2 separate regions of the Zea mays genome follow, and region 1 is linked to region 2. The links are chromatin contacts, called in public Hi-C maps. All regions are on one chromosome and are shown on one strand. The core of a region is the stretch at or near the end of the contact, and the rest is flanking DNA. Distances in the headings are between cores, read along the strand shown. Region 1 holds the start of LOC103633203 (anthocyanidin 3-O-glucosyltransferase 2). Region 2 holds the start of LOC103633201 (receptor-like protein 4).

Region 1 (6,719 bases), core at 3,141-5,640, 190 kb after region 2:
TCGCCTCTCGGTGATGAAATGATTGACAAAAAGTTCAGTGCTCTAATTACTTATTACCTGAGCGATACTGCAGTAATGACACGGATAGGGATGAAAACGGGACGGATACAGCCGGATACAGGGTCATCCCGTATCCTACCCTAATGTATTTCTCTCGGATACGGGACCGGATACGGGTAGTTAAGATTCGGGACGGATACAGGACGGGATCGGGTAATAATCCGGACGGGTAAGAAACGGATAACGGATACTACTCGGGTAGGTACCGGATAATTGTCGGGTAGTTTATCCGATGATATTAATTGTCCAACCATCCATAAGTTAAGCAATACATAATCATGTATATGATAGATCAGATGTAAGAAATGAAACCGGTAAAATTGACATCATGCAGTTCAAAGTTGCTTATCACAAGGACATTGTAGAACCAACACCGCAATATTTAAAATTCATAAATATTCTAGTTTCACTAAAAAATTGCAAATAAGTTACAAAAACTAATAAACATTTTATATGATGATAACTCAAGTCCTCGTATGAAAATGATAAAGTGAAGTACTGATTATGTTGAAACTTAGATACTTACACTAATTTCACATGTAACTCCTACAAATAAGTGAAAGTGAAAGGAAAGAAACGTGGACATCTTATAGATCTTATGATCCAAACATTTTTTATGGTTACATATGGACATATGTTGTATCTCCATAAAATTTCACGATTTTTTGAGGCTATTTATGTATTATTGATTTCTTGTCATAGAAAATCATCAAAATACAATTAAATCATTAAAATATTGTTTAAACAAAAAATTGATGTATTACAAAGTCATAGATCTCTTCAAGCTCTACAATTTTCATATAAACTTTATCTTCATCCGATTTCATATGTAAAAGTTATGATTTTATAACTATATTATGCAGAAAAAGAAAAAACGGGTACCCGAATTCCGGGTACCCGTATCCGACCCGGGATTTTCGGGTACTGACCGGGTATTAGTGATTCCGTATCCTACCCGTATCCGAGATTCAATATCCGGGTAATATCCGTATCCGTCCCGATAAACAAAATACCCGTATCCGTATCCGAAATTACGTCCCGTTTTGGTACCCGTATCCGATACACGTTCCGGGTACTCGTCCCGTTTTCATCCCTAGACACGGAGTAGAGAAGAGAAAAGTAGATGGAAGGTGGCGAACTGGCGATGGAAGCACAGTACAACGTGTACGGTATCATAAACATATGATACCTCCGAGCGAGTAGACATGGAGATCGATCATTACACAAGACATAAAACCTGAAGTCCCACGGCGATACCGATAAGCACTAGCTGCAAACTGCTCTCTCTCGTTTTCTCTCTCTCTCTCTGTGTGTGTGACTGACTGACTGTCGACTCCGGGAAGCTCAAACACGGAAGTCCACTCCTTCCATGACGAAGCGGACAGCCGGACACCGTCGCGAACGTCTGGAATCTTGGACTCATTCAATTCTCAAATGAGCGGCTGCGGCGCCTTGAAATGAGCAGTAGCTGTATTTGCACCCTTGCGAATCGCATGACGCAGCCTCTCCAGCGCCGCGTACGACGACCCGCGCTCCTCAACGGCCTTGCGGCACGCGGCCTTCATCTCGTGGGCCTTCTCCCGCGCCTTGCGCCCCTCCTCGCCGCCGCCCATGAGGGCCCTCACCGCCCGCTCCAGCTCCGCGGCCTCGACGAAGTTGTCGCGCCTCCTGTCCACCTCCATGGCCACGGCCACGCCCACGACGGCCACGAGCTCGAACGCGTTCAGGTGCTGCTCCGCGTACAGCGGCCACGGCGCCAGCGGCACGCCGTGCCACAGGCTCTCCATCGTCGAGTTCCACCCGCAGTGGGTCACGAAGCCGCCCACGGCCGGGTGGGCGAGCACCGCCTTCTGCGGCGCCCACCGCGGCCACACGAGGCCCCTGCCCCTGGTCCGCTCCAGGAACCCCGCGGGGAGGAGCTCGTCCAGGTCGGCGTCCGACGGGTGCCGCGATCCGGCCGCGGGAGGCCCGCGCAGCGCCCACAGGAACCGGTGCCCGCTCCGCTCCAGCCCCGCCGCGGCCTCGCGCGCCTTCGCCGCGTCGAACCAGCCCAGGCTCCCGAAGCAGAGGAACACCACCGACGCACGCGGCTGCGCGTCGAGCCACCGGACGCACGCCTCGTCGCCGGACGCACCTCCCCCCGCACCGAGGTTGAGAACCGGACCGATCGGGTACAGCGGCGGCGCCGGCCGTCCCGGCACGCACCGGCCTCCGGCGATGGCGGCGAGCAGCCCCGGTTCGAGCTCGGCCACCGTGTTGACGACGATGCCGTCGGCGTCCATGAAACGCCGGCCGTGGTAAACGAACCACGTGAAGTTGGGGCTGTCCTTGCGTCCCAGGAACCCCGGGACGCTTGCCGCGGGCACGGGCGGCAGGCCCGGCACGTCGACCGTGCCCTCGAACGTCTCGAAGTCGGCGGCGACAGTCTCGGCAAGGGCCGGCAGCCTCAGCGTGAGCGCGAGCAGCGCGGCCGTGGAGGTGAAGTAGACGTACGCCGGCACGGCGAGCCCGCGCGCCACGTCCAGCACGGCGGTGGCGAAGAAGTCGACCACGAGCGCCGCGGCGCCGAGCTCCCGCGCCGCGGCCTCCACGTGCGGCCTGTGGAGCTCCAGGTACCGCGACTTGAACTCCTGCAGGTTGCCGGCGCAGTCCGCCGGGGGCTCCACGGCCGGGAGGTGGTGGAACCGGACGCCAGCAATGCCGGACTCCGCGACGCGCCGGACGTGCGCGCCCACCTCGGCGGCCGACTCCGGCGTCGGCGGCCGCACGACGAGGACGGTCACCGTGAACTCCCGGCCCAGGCCGTCCCCGCCGCCCGCGCCGTGGCCCAGCAGGCGCTTCCCGGCTTCGATGAGCGACATGAGGTGGCCGGAGCCCGGCTCAGGGAGGAGCAGCACGTTGAGGCTCGCCATATCTCACCCTCCTCTCCTTCCTGTGCTGACAAAAGCTTGTGCAGCTGGCGCTGGCTAACTGCACCTGCACGCAACTGTGCGTTGTGGTTCAGTCTGAACTGAACAGGCTCTATATATAGGCCGTAGCGAGCGAGCACGAGCACAGAACACAAGAAGGATCGGGGGGCAGTCTGAACTCTGCAGAGTCCAGTGCGTTCACAGTCCGGTCTCTTTCGTTGTTCCATTTCTTTTGTTGAGAAAATCGGTCTTGCACTCTAGCTCTGCACAGAGAGACACGGTATTGGGGACAGAGCTAGTAGGGAGTGAGCACATGTATAACCTTTTTTGGTACAAAGAGAGGAGCAACCAACCACTTCATGCTCCACGCGGCCGGGCTCACCACCGGCCTCCTTCCATAGCGGGAGAGCGTTGCTTAAATTATTAAATGCTTTGCGTTGACCCCTTCGGTCCCATTTGTACTCACATGGTTGGCACAGAGATTCAAATGCCTCCCACCTCCCACGTTGTTGCACAGTGTTTTGCCCATCAGAATATTTCATGACACTTCCTAAGACAGATCACGCGGCGTGCATGTTTTTGTCAAAAACTTATCCCAATTCCCATCCCAACCATGTGGCATGCTCGCTCCCATTATACCCACATAGTTGGCACGGAGATTCACCGACTCCCACGTCCCACGTTATCGCACAATGATTTGCCCATTTTAGAATATTTCATAACACGTACATACTCTCCCTAATACAAATCGCGTTACGTGCTTGTTTTGTCAAAAAAAAAACTTATCCTAAAACCATGTGGCAACAAGGCAGGAGAAAAAGAATGTTATATTGCACGCATGTGCTACGTCGTGCCTGTTGTTTTGATAAAAAAAATGGTGTCTCCCTAACCACCTTGTGTGAGAAAACGCAATAGAAAAAGCTCACCGAGAAAAAAAAAATGTAGAACAATTTTGATCATTCTTCAGCACATATTTGTAGGCTTTAGGTCTTTAGAACATATTGGTCTTCAAGCCCATAATTATGGAATACATGGAGTTAAGGGGTTTTTCTCTCCCTGCATCATGTAGCTTTCTAATTAAGTTGTCTTATGCCAATTCCTCGAATGTATTTGTGGAACCTAGAGACTACCATAGAATTTGCCAGCAAATTTGCTGCGGACACAAACTTTGCTGCGAACACAATATCAGGTCTTGTGTAGTTCGTCAGGTATATTAGTGCTTCAATGGTTCTCAAGTAGGGGGACTCTAGGTCTAAATGGGTCCCTCCACTTTGTATGAGTAGATTGGTGCACACAAACATTCCTTCCTCCAGCAGGTGCTCAAGCTGCAGTCTCAAGCTGAGCTTCATTTTACCAAAGTCCCTTTATCTCATATTCTTTCTTGAGGTAAGACATTGCTTCCTCAATGTCATTTGTAGTGCTAATGATATTCAAATCATTGACATTAACTAAGATGATGCAGGAGCCTTTCAAGGAGTTCACCGTTTGTGTAACCCCTCTCTAAAAGAAAATTACTCGAACGGTTGAACCATATCCTTTTGAATTGTTTCAACCCGGACAATTTACCGCTACATGCAGACTCTAGACATAAAGCAGTTTGGATATAGTTTCGGGATCTTCCAAAACAACAGTAAAAAACTATACAGGATTAATATTTCGAACTTTTTATATAAGTAAATAGGTGCCTTAGAAAATGATCTAAATGAATCAAAACAACAGTAACAATTAAAATCAAAGAATCAATCTAGAATTAAAATATACATGTAATTAATCAAGAGAGAGAAACAATGTTAATACACTAATCTAGCATATTCAACTCTTGCCACCAGCCCCTCCTCTGAGCTGCTGCCTGCTGGGCTCCCGCTGCTACAGGCCGCGCCCTCAGGCTACCACGGGCCTGCGTCAGCAGCGTGGGCCCCTCTTCACACACGTCTGGGCCGGTGCCACCTTTGGGCTGTGCCTATTCACTACGTGGGCCGCACGCCCCTTATGAATCCGCTCTACCCAACCGTCTGGTGCTGCCAGCCTGCTGCTCCTCGCGGGCCGTATGCGACGCCCACGCACGCCTCCACATGGGCGGCTGCCCAGGCCGTCGCCGTTGCCTGCTGTGTGCCGCACAGCTCGCCTCGAAAGGCAAAGCGTGGGCTGCAGCAGCGCAACTTTGGAGCCCGTCTGCACCCGATCCCCACCCCCCCCCCCCCCACCCCCAACAACAAGGGGACATATCTAGTGCACATAAAAGACTAATGCACATGGTACACATATTAAGTTATTATCACTCATTTTAGATCTAACATCTCTAGTTGATTATTCAATTTACAAATAACACCTTCCACCGCTACACATCACCACGTTGACGGATGTCCTTAGTAAAATGTACCAAACAACTAGAGACGTTAGATTAAAATGAGTGGTGCTGATTTAATATGTGCACCATGTACACCAATGTTCCATGTGCACTTAAATATGTTGTCCACAACAAAAGTCACGGAGGCCAAACTGTACTGATTAGTTTGGAAAGCTTCATAGTCAAGCCAGGATTGGCTATCCGCCTAGAACACTCCCTTGAGATGACTGTCACCTCTCCATCTACCACAGGTCATTGATCAAGCGTCGCGGGACCCGCATCACTGTCATACTAGAGATTTTCCACGCCGGCCGGAGAGTCACAGACACAGACATACGGATACGGACAAGCTTGGACAGCCACGGTCCAAGATTGAGGCGTGGTGCAGCGTGGCTTACACGGCGCTGCGACACCTGCGTGCGAATTGCGATGCCTCGCGGTAGAATCACTTGGCCACAGGCGTGGCCAAGTCCACGAAGAAAAGTGTTGCCTATGGTTCAGGATTTCATCGGACATAGCAGATTGTTTCGGAGAAACATGCGTCGCATCTGCTGAAGAAAAGTACGGTTCCAAGTCCCGTGCTCGCCCATCCTGTCATCCTGGGCGACTGATCGGGCCCCGTGGGTGGTGGTGGTGGGTGATCACCTTCCACAGCCTAATCAGTGCCAGTCACCTTCACCGTCGATATATTTTTAAATTTTTGATACAACCGGCTATTCATCTGTATTCGTTTCACTTGGCTGCTTGCTTTGGTTACCCAAGGAAAAAAGCACTGAAGTAACGGTTACGGCCAAACACCGACTGTTCCAATGGCGACGCCCGCGCTGGTGCTCCTACCGGAGTGGGGGTCCGGCCACCTCATGTCCATGCTCGAGTCCTGTAAGCGCGTCCTCCTCAGCAGCAGCGGCGGCAAGGCCTTCTCCATCACCCTGCTCGTGATGCGCCCGCCGACGGCCGAGGCCACCTCCGAGGTGGAGGCGCACGTGCGGCGCGAGGCCGCGTGCGGGCTGGACATCCGCTTCCACCGCCTCCCCGCCGTGGAGGCCCCCACCGACGCCGTCGGGGTCGAGGAGTTCATCGCGCGCTACATCGGCCTCCACGCGCCGCACGTCCGTGACGCCGTGGCCGCCATGGCGTGCCCCGTGGCCGCGCTCGTGCTCGACCTCTTCGCCGCGCCGCTGGTGGACGTGGCGCGGGGCCTCGGGGTGCCGTCCTACGTCTTCATGTCGTCCACGGGGGCCATGCTCGCGCTCATGCTGCACCTGCCCGTGCTCCACGAGTCCGTCCCCGCCGTGGACTTCGACGAGATGGAGGGGGACGTGCCGCTGCCGGGGCTGCCGCCGGTGCCGCCGGACTCCATGCCGTGCCCCGTGGCGGACAAGAGGAGCCCCAACTACGCGTGC
Region 2 (6,204 bases), core at 1,344-3,843:
TCAGGGCCATCAGATAGCGGGAAATATCGAAGCGTTTTAAGAGGAGGAACGATAAAGCTTGGCCGGGTGGCATTAGCGAACCTGCCTCCAGTATAACCAAAGTCTCTGTACCACAATGTGTTCGTAGGCTCCGTCCGGACATCGTCAAAGCTTCCACAGCTTATACGGATAGTAAATGGTTCTGAAAATAGACATGCATTAAGGACTACACGACAGAGAAGTTAAACCAAAGAGCTGCTGTAAAGAGATGCAGCATGTGAGTTATATACACAGCAAGTGTTCCATTGAATCATGAATTTCTAGCATACTGAATGGAAGGTTTCTGTGTTTCCTTTTTTTCACCTATACTAAACTTCCACATGCCCCCATCCTCTTTTGTCCTAGCTTGAGCAAGCTTTAATTTATCTTAAGGGGTGTTTGGTTTCTAGGGATTAATTTTTAATCCCTCGATTTTATTCCATTTTAGTACTTAAATTGTCAAATATAGAAACTAAAACTTTATTTTAGTTTCCGTGTTTAGCAATTTAGAGACTAAAATGGAATAAAATGGAGGAACTAAAAATTAGCCCCTAGAAACCAAACACCCCCTAAAGATGACAAAATTGTCAAATGTATGAGCATGTCACCAAGAAAGGGTAGAAACCGTACTGTACTAATTAGAAGTAGCTAAGAGGTGACCAGTATCAGCTGAATGAACACAAAATGGTTAAGACTCTGAAGTGTTTGGTTTCTATGGACTACTCTCAGTTTATAAGGTGTAACTACTTTTTATTTTTGTCCCATAATATAAGGCATGCTCTCTCTAGACATATGTACATCGATGCAGCAGTATAGAAAGAATTAAATGCATTTCTTAGTCTTTGAATCAAAGGTGGTTACACTTTATATATTGGGACGGAGAGAGTATTAGTCTTTGAATCAAAGGTGGTTACACTTTATATATTGGGACGGAGAGAGTAATTTTTAGTCTCTATATTGTTACATTGTAGTCACTAAATTAACAAATACGAAAATTAAAACTTTATTTTTGTTTCCGTATTTGATAATTTAGGGACTAAAAATTAGTCCATAGAAACCAAACATCCATCAGTTCTGCATCTGGTACTCGCCACAGAAACGGACCTATAGCTAAACAAACATGGATACTGTAGGAAAAGCTTCCAGGATGGGACCAAATGACAACGAATTTGACCAGGAATGCAGACACCAAGTAACGAGAAAATCAAGAATTCGGGAGGCCTTCTCTTCCTTCCTTCTGTTGGGCGAGAAATTGGAAGGACCTAGAGCTGCTGGATTACGAATTTACGATGTATAAAGAAGAAAAGAAAAAGAAAGCAAGCAAGCAAAATAAGCACAGAACTTGACTAGAAAGTACTAGATTTTCCGCTAAAGGCGCAGTACCAGCAGCAACACAAATGCGAGCGAGAACCTGGCGGCCACTGTGCCGCATTTAGCAAGATTTCCAGCATGAGGGGCCGAATCTCCAGCTAGACGCAACGCAAGCAAGAGAGCTCACCTTTGCTAAGATCAGCCGCGAGAACACCGAGGGCAGCCAACGACGCGGAGACGGCGAGCAGCCACAGCTGCAGCCGCAGCACGGCGGGAGATCTCCACCGCATTGCGCCTCCCGTCGCACTCGCCCTCTTTCCTCTTCCTTTCACCTGCCCAGCTGCCCTCCAAGTACAAGTCTTCTCTTTCTCTCCTCTGGCTTTGGACACTTTCGCCTCGAGTGTTTTTTTTTTTTTTTACTGCAGAATACCACCCCGTGTTTTCTCAACGGCGTCTTGCTCGCTCCTTCCTGTTCCGTTAGAAGAAGGAGAAAAGGCTGAAAAAAATCGAAGAACTGTCTGGATTTGAGAGCATAATTGGAGTAGAGCAATGGCGATTAGACGGTGCTAAGGTGGCTGCTTTTATGACGGTAGTAATGAAGGCAGGAGTCGATGTGGTCGCATGGTTTCTATTTATTTATTCTGGTCGCGGCCTCAAAGGGGGTGGAGGGCTAGACTAGTACAGTGGAGCAGCTCACGTTGTTCTTGGATCTTGATGAGTGATGACGACTGACGAGCCACCCCTGAAGATTTGAAAAAGAAAGGACTGCACGGCTGTGAGAATGAATGTCCCACTCCTACCCTGATTTTAAAACAAAAATAATAACGTGAGTGCCAGGATGTGGCTCAGGATTTAAGCTGAACTCAGGACAAGTTTAGGGTATTTGACGGGATTATTAGAGCATCTCGACCGTATTTCTTATTCTCTCGTATGAAATCTAGCCGGACGCCGAAACTGCCAAAGCTACTTTTGGTGGGTCACGTGCGAACCGGAGGGAGAGGGGGGCAGGCGGACACGCGGGCAAGGAGCTGACGGATCAGCAGCGCGGGCGCAGCCCGGCTCAGGTCACGTGCGACTGTGCGAGTGCGATGACGGGCTCAGGGCTAGATTAAAAAGCCGCAGCTAAAATCTATATAGACAAAAACAATGAGGTTGTCAGCTCAGTAGTAATAGTTGAGATCGAGAGGAAACGGAAGCTGCAGGCGGAGCTGAGATGATGGGCTCGCAGTCGTGGGGCTGTGCGGCCGCGCCATCAACGCACCCCCCCCCCCCCCCCCCCCCCCCGCCGGTTGTTGGGACTACAATGCGCGGATTGCGCGCCCAATCAGACGCCGGGTCGTGCAGCGTCGTGCGCCTCACGACTTTGCGTAGAGACGTAGAACAGGCTGGCGAAATGGGTGGTACCAGAATCTGTAGCGCAACAACGGCTATCGGCAATGCGAGGGCGAGAGAGGAAACAATGAGATGCAGGAAGGCCGACAGCGCCCGTGCCTCCTCCTAGCCGGAGCTAAACACGACCAGTAAGCGAAAACCATGCTTGCCTGATCGTACACGAAACACTCGGCTCCTCCCAGCTTCTCATCCTGTCATCCAACTCCACCTCCGGATGAAGCTAGGGTAAGTAGAAATGACCAAGTACTTAACTGACGTCTCAAACCTGAAAACACCAGGACGAACACGAGATCGAACAACTGGATCAGCAGCGTGACTCCTAACCTACGATAGAACAAAAAGGCGCTGCTCATGATGCAAAAATCATAGGGAGTGTTTGGATTGAAGAATCAATCCATTCTAAATAAGGTGGTGCATCATAAATCTATTTCACGAATTTAGTGGAATAAACCCATTCCTCATATTATTACTAATTATGAGTCTACGAGAAATGAAATGGTGATAGATTAATTCATTTCATTCCACAAACCAAACAAAAAAGTGAGTGAGAGAGATCTCATTCCTCAAACCAAACACGCTACTAATGTGTCCACCAAATCAAGAATGCACATCTCGAACTCTTTCACGGCGTTAACAAACTTTGCACAAAGCTCAGACCAAAACGCTGGGCCGAAATACTGGTAGCAGGCAAAGGCATGCAACAGTGATAACCGCATGAGCGGGGAAGGACGATTTCTTCGTGGGATGCTTGATACGCTAGTTTGCACAACACAAGACCTCTTGAAATCAATAGTATAAAACTTTTCTACAGTTCTGTTCATAGCTTTCACACGATTGCAGCCTCACCTTATTGTACATCAGTTCCCCCACCTGTAAACATCAACGTACACAATTAATTGAGGCCACAGAAACTTGACTTTCTGGGAGGGAGGGAGGGAGGTACAGGATGCCATCATACCTTGTATAAGCTGAGCTACCTACTTCTTGTTCACTATTATATATGATACAAAGCCTCATCTAAGCTGGTGGTAGGGAGCGCCGGCAAGTAGGGCACTCCATCTTAATGTCCATCCAACGCTGTAAACAGCCTGAGTGAAATATATGCTCGCAAGGTGCCACCTGCAGGAGGGAGGGCGGTGAGTAACGAGCAAAAGCTGCCTGCAAAGTGAAATGCCAAAAAGTATTTCACAATTTACCATGTATTCACTTGTTCTTTGGGTAAGGTCGATTGTAGTCATGCAAATAACACAATCGATGGGCTGATTTGTGCTGTCCTCTACCTTCCTATGGTAGCAGTATTTCTCAGGCAGTATCTGAAAAAAAAAAGAGTAGAAAGTAGACACAATATATTATTCCTAAAAACCGATACTAATAAAATACACTATGAACATCAATACAAGGAACAGCTCGACAGTGAAACATGTCTACAGTGGCAACCTAAACAGCCTTCAAAGGAAAGCATTAGCTGCTTGAATGGCAACTAAAATGCATCTATGATACAGCATAACAGAATGCATGTGGTGCAATGGCAGCATTATATAGTTATTACCTGGCGAGGAATAAAGCAGCGAGAACCAAGATAGTGCTGAAGCAGAAGCACTGCTGCTTGGATACCCATGAATACTGTAACAGCTATGGACCATTTCTTGTCGGGCTCGATACGCATGAAATTACTAGGGCAACCAAATATATACAATGGAATAGCAAGCCGTGTAACTGTCATGCCTAAAATATATTGTGGGTGCAGAGGTTTTCTTGTATCCCTGATGACATTTGTGACAATTTGAGGTACCCAAAAGGAGTACATCAGGAGGAGAAGTGGGCGTAAGAAATTGTGCAGCTCATACATTAGAAGGATTCCTCCCAACAGAATGCCATCTGCAGAGCATAAAGCAAATTAAAGAATACCTTGAAGTTGGTTGAGAAAATAGGTAAACATTTTACCGGTGTGTGGAAGATGCAAACAAGTTCGCATCAACTGAAATAATGGCATACTACTTAGTTGTTTCAAGTGTTTTTTTCCTTGGATGGGAGGCGGTAAGGTATCTTGTATCAATTTAACAAAGGGAATGAACACTCCAAAGGCTCTAACAGAATATCCATGTTTCCATTTATAGCAAGCATCAAGTACTTCACCTACCAACTAAAAACATGGGTAATAGTGATTTACATGCAGCAGGTAAATGGGACAATAAAGGTCACCAGCTAACAGGGGAAATGTCAGATTGATTGCATATGTAAGTTCTAATTGAAACAAATATATGACAAGAAGCATGCCACCACTCTGTATGAAAACCATGTTGTTTGGGATTCATTGATCTATTGGCGTGATTCTTCGTGAAAAGAAACCAAATGAGCATAGTAACTACTTACAAAAGCGGCTGTAAAGAACAGACAGCTCTCGCCTCATTATCTCCCAACCTTCTCCACTGTTTAAAGGCCTACTTGCTTTCCATATGGCGAGAAGGTACCTCATTTCAAAAATAGAAAATACAACAAATTTGAAGAATGCAGCCGTTGCGAAGGCATTGAAGAGTGACTCTGTAGAAAGTTAAACACATAAGAAAGTGTTATTCAAGTCAATCATAATCACAATGCAGAAATGGCAATAGAAGTTAAGCAGGCCATATAGTTCACTTAAGCTATGTACTATACCAAATTTCTCTAACTTTGATCAGGTTTTTTAGAAATTTGTATTAGCATTTATAAGTTCAATTAAATGCACTATCAAGAAATATTTCATGAAGAATTTAATGAAACTAAATTGGTATTGATGTTGATGCATTTTTCTACAAACTTTGTCAAAGTTAAAAGAAGTTTAACTTAGGACAAAGCAAAGTGAACTATAATTTGGAATGGAGGGAGTAGTTAATATTATAATTAACTATAGTAGAAGCTGATGTTTTTAGGGCATGTAAAACCCCATTTAATATGAAGTCTCTTGAAGGGTCTCTAGGGGTTTAGATGAAAAAAATACAAGACACGACTCTCTATGCATATTGTCTCTTAACTGCATTTATAGTCGAAGAGCCCGTCTCTACACAACTCTCTATGCATAATGTCTCTTAACTGCATTTATAGTCTTGGGGCTCAGGGTTGCATCACAAAGTCTCTTAAGTGTCTCTTGTACTTGGAAAACCAAACCAATGTCTTAGGTTGTACATGCCCTTATATCTCATTAAGCAAGCTGGGGTAATAAATGGTACTTCATCAGTGTATGAAATTTAGCAGGTAGTTGCCATGGCCTGATGGACATGAGTTTGAGCAAGCTATTATCTAACTTTCCACAATCTCCACTAGGTATGTAAAATAACCATAATACAGACACATTTGTATTTGGCTCAGATCTCCCTTATATTGTAAGGTGCCATCATTTAAGCATGAACTGAGTAACTGAGCAAAAGGGGACTGAATATTAAAGAAAATATAACCAAATACAGACCACAAGGGGACAAATCCTTGAAAAAAAATAGATGAAATCCT

The links. Hi-C and Micro-C count contacts between places; a contact is called where the count stands out from the background.
Region 1: a contact with region 2 is called in a Hi-C map of tassel, with 2.5 times the contacts expected there. The contact joins the promoter of LOC103633203 here to the promoter of LOC103633201 in region 2. A contact is called at or near these places in 3 of 25 Hi-C or Micro-C datasets (bundle sheath, ear and tassel).

Annotation. Positions count from the first base shown.
Region 1 is chr7:160,102,974-160,109,692 of Zm-B73-REFERENCE-NAM-5.0, forward strand. It overlaps LOC103633203 (anthocyanidin 3-O-glucosyltransferase 2), which reads right to left and starts at 4,391. Exons shown (of 1, transcript XM_008654897.4): 1 at 1,166-4,391. The coding sequence starts at 2,972. The coding sequence ends at 1,491. It overlaps LOC103633204 (anthocyanidin 3-O-glucosyltransferase 2), which reads left to right and starts at 5,252. Exons shown (of 1, transcript XM_008654898.4): 1 at 5,252-6,719. The coding sequence starts at 6,126.
Region 2 is chr7:159,915,436-159,921,639 of Zm-B73-REFERENCE-NAM-5.0, forward strand. LOC103633201 (receptor-like protein 4) reads right to left here and starts at 2,594. Exons shown (of 10, transcript XM_035961095.1): 1 at 2,027-2,594; 2 at 1,517-1,798; 3 at 1-181. The coding sequence starts at 1,619. It overlaps LOC103633202 (transmembrane E3 ubiquitin-protein ligase FLY2), which reads right to left. Exons shown (of 15, transcript XM_020540873.3): 11 at 5,095-5,262; 12 at 4,271-4,599; 13 at 3,918-4,034; 14 at 3,680-3,840; 15 at 3,158-3,591. The coding sequence ends at 3,739.